Linked DNA regions of Gossypium hirsutum: region 2 is linked to region 1. The links are chromatin contacts, called in public Hi-C maps. All regions are on one chromosome and are shown on one strand. The core of a region is the stretch at or near the end of the contact, and the rest is flanking DNA. Distances in the headings are between cores, read along the strand shown. Region 1 holds the start of LOC107917911 (kinesin-like protein FRA1). Region 2 has its middle 9.7 kb from the start of LOC121206483.

Evidence for each region. Hi-C and Micro-C count contacts between places; a contact is called where the count stands out from the background.
Region 2: a Hi-C map of leaf shows a contact between it and region 1, with 2.5 times the contacts expected there. The contact joins the enhancer-like site here to the promoter of LOC107917911 in region 1. A contact is called at or near these places in 5 of 34 Hi-C or Micro-C datasets (callus, hypocotyl, leaf and 1 more).

Annotation. Positions count from the first base shown.
Region 1 is chrA01:28,185,505-28,188,299 of Gossypium_hirsutum_v2.1, forward strand. LOC107917911 (kinesin-like protein FRA1) reads right to left here and starts at 1,420. Exons shown (of 26, transcript NR_175000.1): 1 at 1,259-1,420; 2 at 958-1,101; 3 at 725-874; 4 at 243-496; 5 at 1-42.
Region 2 is chrA01:28,277,787-28,280,581 of Gossypium_hirsutum_v2.1, forward strand. No RefSeq gene overlaps it. Among protein-coding and RNA genes, the nearest start is that of LOC121206483, 9.7 kb to the right of the region's middle. Within about 2 kb of position 1,360, at least 3 of the 9 cell types and tissues checked have an H3K27ac peak or open chromatin away from gene starts, as enhancers often do. A contact at or near this core is called in hypocotyl and leaf, where this site is marked.

The sequences.
Region 1 (2,795 bases), core at 170-2,669:
CGCATTTGCTCTAAGGTGATGGTGAATATTGCATGTGAGCGACTATACAACCACATAAGGAAAGCCAAAAAAAATTGTCATTATAGAAAATTATTACTTTGGCATATTACCTGAAATTTTGGTATATAAAAAATTATCAAAATTTGCATTTAGCAAATCATATAAAACCAAGAAAAAGGTAAAACTAAAAGAAGTAATTACTAAATAATACTTAATTTAACAAGAACCGAGAATGAACTAACCTTGACTGATTGTTCATGTTTGTACTCCCTGTAGCCCTACTCAAAGATCCCTGTTCTAAGCACGCACCCATTTCTTTTAATGTACTGACACTAACTTCAGTAGATCCTGCCAGTGTAATAACACCATCTGATGATTCACGAATCTGTATTGGCGGTTTTCCAGGGACATTTACTTTCCCAGTATTCGCACTTGCAGTATCTGATTTGTTCAAAAAAGTAGGATCCAACAAATCTCGCACTTCTTCTTTCAGGATCTTTACATCAAAATTAGATAAAAATTATGCATGTCAGGTCTAAAAAGTAGGAAGAGCTAGTCAAGCCAGTTGTGATACTTAAAATGATGCAAAGAATTCTCGATCACATAAACCAGAAGATATATTCATAAAATGGATATCTGATACACGAAGGGCGAAGCTTTTACAACAACAGGTATTACAGCAAAGTAGAACAAACAAAATGAAATGTTTGGTTCTTTAACAAACCTCAATGAAGGACACATGCAATTGAAATTCGATTTGATGTTTTAGATTTTCAATCTTGCTGAACAAAGCATTCATTACTTGAGGAATGATTCCTGTTTGAGAGCCACCTTTGAAGCCTGTGCCCATAGTATATGTTTTACCTGATCCAGTCTGAAATAATTTTTCAAACTTCAATTGGAAGGAAAATAAAAACAGCAATATTTAGGTGTGTGGTGTGAAAGATTCAGCTGTACCTGACCATAAGCAAGAACAGTAGCATTATATCCTTGGAATAAGCCATCAACAAGTGGCACAATGCATTCCTCAAACATCCAAGAAGGAGAACTGGTGCTCCCATACACATGATCAAATGTAAAGGAATGTGTCCCAATTTGTACCTGCAGCATAGCAAAATATTCATTAGTTAATTTTGATTGATCAATTATTCAAGCATCCAAAAGATCCAGATCTCCAAATACTTCAAATTAAACCCAAAATCATCCATTTGAAAGCACTTAAAAGAATTAAGGCCTGCATTCTAGTAAGTGACAGTACCTGAGGCTTTCCTGGGATGACAGTAACGCAGTCTTTACAACCTTGAACCTTCTCATCACCGATAAGTGGTCTTACATGAACCGCAACCTTAACACAACATTCCTCTGAACCTCCACCAACTTCCATACGAAACAGCTAAAAGAAAATTCCACAAAAAGAGAGAAGAAGAAAACCCAAAAAGTAAAATATTTTTTTTCTTCTTTTCCTTGTAAAAAAACCCTTCTCATGGAAAATGGGTTGCTGCTGTTGTTGTTGGGAAATGTAAGAAAAAATAGAAAAGGAACTGTAAAAGAGGGAAGGGTAGTTGAGGAATTAGAAGGAATGGGATAGCATAACCATAGAAGTATACAAAGCAGAAAGTTTAACTGCAGTGATAACAACAACTACTGTCATTTTCCTTAGCCTTCACATAAAAAATCGTCATGTAAAAGAAAAAGGAAAAGAACTTTCGTAACACTCTTTCCCTTTTTATCCTACTTTTTTGCTTACTGCAAATCTCAGTTTCCCATGTTCCTCTGTTTCTTATTATAACCTTCATGGAGTTTCGTTTTTGTCCTTGTCTTTACAGTTCTACCCCTTTTAGCTCCATTTTTTTCTGGGTTTTGGTTAAAATTTAAAAATTAAAAAAAAATGTAAAGAAAGATAAGTGCTCCTAAAACCACGTATTATGAGGATGAAAATTTTATCATTGTGCTCAGGATATGGTCGATAAACAGGGATGACCACGCCATTATCCTCTGTGGTAAGAGTATTATTTTATAAACGTTCGATAGTAAGTAATTCCACTCCCCCACCACCAATTATCAAGAATAAAAAACCACAGCACATAAGCCGCATGATTTGGAATCATATATAGCATTTCTAAAAGTCAAAACCACTTTGTTATTTGTATCCTACATTCTTTTTTTTTTATCATTCTCTGTTCTATGTAGAAGTTACTTGTTCAATTTTTATATTTTTTTATTCAATTATAATTGTTAAATTTATTAAGTAAAATTATACTATTTTTAAAATTTGATATACTTATTAAAAATTTAGTTATCAAAATTTAAAATTCAGAAAATATAAGAATTTGAAATGATCTAATTTGAATAAATAGACTAAACTTACACCTGTACGCCACTAGTAAACAAATTTAATTACTATCGTTTGGAATTAAAATTATGGACTGATTCGAACTAAAATGAATCAAATAAAAAATATAAAAATTAAATTCATAACTTTTATAAAGTAGAAAGACTAATAACAAAATTTAACTTATCTTTTTCTTACTAGATTCTTTTTTTCCTATAATTTTAATTTTTAAAAGATGATGTTCTAATATTACTTCCCCAATAGTTTAAAAACTGTATATGAAATCAAACAAGTTCTGAACAAAAAAAAAAATCAATGAAGCAAGCAATACATATTCATTTGTGACCACAGACCTCTATTATATGTTCTAATAAATTAAAGAAATAAAATTGACGAAAAGCTAACCCAGGAAAGAAGAAATGGCAAAAGAAGAGAAAAAGAACCCAGAAATGGGCATTATGTA
Region 2 (2,795 bases), core at 110-2,609, 92 kb after region 1:
TCTATGAGTGGGTGTCGTTTACACACCTGTTTGCAACGAAACGCTGACGAGTTCCACACACGAACTGCCTAAAATCAATTACTAATACGTTAACTATGAATCCATAGCAACTTATCTGCAAAACTCCTTACCAAAAATCGACCATTAACACTTTAGGCACTAGTGTTCTTACCTTTGCCGAAATATGAACTAGATCCAGATTCAATCGTTCCAAGTATCCAAGCCTTTGATCAGTTGCCTTTAATCCACACTATAGGAAAACAAATCAGATATCACTACTAAACATTTTTAGTACAATCAACAGGCACCCTTTGCATATAGGGGTTTTTCAGTTTTTACCTTAATTCATGAATAACGAAAAAAAGATTCGAGCGTTTACCTATATTGTTATGACACTACTCCCTATCGATTGTAGATCCAACCACTGCCTAAGAAGGGAAAATATTCAACCAAGGGTTCGGCCTTTGCAGTACCTCAAAGTAGTAAGATTTTGGTTTTGAAAGAAAAGATAAGAGGTTTGGCTTCAGTGGAAATTCGGCTAACCAGTTTTGTTGAGGATTTATGAGAGAAAAGAAGAAGAATATGAAAGATTTAGGTTCGGCAAAAAGATAGGATGAGAATCGGCAAGAGGAAAAAGAAAAGAGAAGAGGAGAAGAGATGAGAGAAGGAAAGAAAAAAAAAAGAACATAGAAGAAGGAAAAAAATGAATCCTAAAGACCAAAATATACGGCATTTAATATAGCTATGGCCGAAAGAGTGCCTTCCGGCATAGGAATTCTTTCCCAATTCCAATTCCCGAATTTCCTTGATTGTTGGCCTCATCCATTATTTGAATTTCATTCAAACTCCTAGCCAATCAAGCCCACCGTTTCCACCGCTTCAGGCATACTGCGAAGAGTCCTGATCAGACCCCAATTCCTTCCTCACGCATGCAGCAAAAATCCAAACCTTACGTGCGCAAACTGCAACTTGAACACCAAACCTCCGTCCACACCCGTGCTGCTGGCCACTGCACCAGGATTCTTTTCTTACACATATAAGGTCACAGTTAATTTTAAACCTTACCTGCTGAAGCTCCAGTCCGCTTAAAAATAAAAGAGAATTTCGCCTTCCACACGATTTGAACCTGCGACCTTCTAACCCCACACACACTTTGCTTGCCACTGGACCGAAGTTCCTTTCAGGACATAATCCTTTCACATTTAATTTTAAGCTTTATCCGCTTCAGTTCTGGCTTGCTAAAAATAAAACAGAATTCGCCTTCCCCTGGAATCGAACCCATAACCTCTTTGCAAGCCTAGCACGCTGCTGCCACTGTGCCACAGACGCTCCTTGTGTTAAATTATACTCGCAACCCTTCTTAATCCTTATTCCAATCGCGATCTGCATACTAAAGAAAACTCTTAAATTGCGCACCCCGTGCCTTGAACCCAGACACCTCCCAGTCTTCCTAGCGTGCTTAGCCACTAGGCCAGTTGCTCCTTTATGCTAAAACTCAGCCCAAATTATTAATAAGGCCTACTGCCCAGATTCCCTAAGGTAGCATAAAATTAAAATTTTTCTAGAGTCTTAAACACCAAAACAACAATACTTTTATAAATATATATATATATTTCCCTATCTAATAATAATAATTATAATAATAATTTTATAAATATATCTAATAATAAAAATTTCAAATATCAATAATACAGTAAATAATAATAATTTTCATAAAATTTTTTCAAACATACATGCAGTAATATTTTTCTAATAATAATAATTTTATCTCATAATACTAATTAAAATTTCGTAAAAATTTAAAATATCCGTAATAATAAATATAGTAAAAATTTTCTAGTAGTAATTCAAAATTTCTTTTCTTAAACGGTAATATTTAAAACTTCCTAATTATTCAGGTTTCCTTCTATCCGAATCCCAGACTCAAAGCCCAACTATTCTAGGCCCAAAAAATCGAGGTGTTACAAACCACCCATCCTCTCCACAATTCATGGTCAGCCACATAAGGTAGAATATTGTGGCTTGCAATCTCTAATTTTAGCCTCCTTTCATATGTAAAACTATAGGCCAAAACCCTTTCATCCATCACTCAACATTCACTCATCCTTCTCTTATCTCTTCCACACCTAAGCGCTCCACTCTCTTCATTTTTCCATCCTCTCTTTAAGAGTTCCCTGAACAAGCATTTCTTGGGATAAAATTCTCTTTTGTCCGGCCCCCTTGAGGAGTAATTTGCATCGAATTAACCATAAAAATCAGAGTAAGCCACCACGAATAGTTCTCAGGAAATCACCGAATTGATCTTAAAGTTTCTTTTTCCTTTTTTTCTTTAATTATTCTTAGTTTATCAACATGATTGAAAATTATTTAATTTCTTTTTCATTAAAATAATGAATTAGTTTTTTTAGCTAGAATGATTGCAATGCCTTGATTTAATTCGTTCAATTCATGTTTTAATTGTTCTGTGCCTCAATTGCTTATACTTCCAATTAAAATCATTCATGTTATTCATGCATTAAAATATGTTTGAATGCATTAGAATTAGTTACTTAATCTAAACCAAATGGTGATTAATGGACACAATAATTGGAAGGTGCATGCTTAATTCATTGTCGAACTAGAATTAATTAAAGAATTGTAATGATTCCAAAAGAATACTATTACCTTGCATAAGTTTAGGTTTATGTGATTAAATTATTTCAAACTGACCCAGTCCCTGTTACTTCACATAAATTCTAAGGAATCTTTAGTTAAATATTGACATAGAAATATACATGTTTTCCTAAGTATAAGAC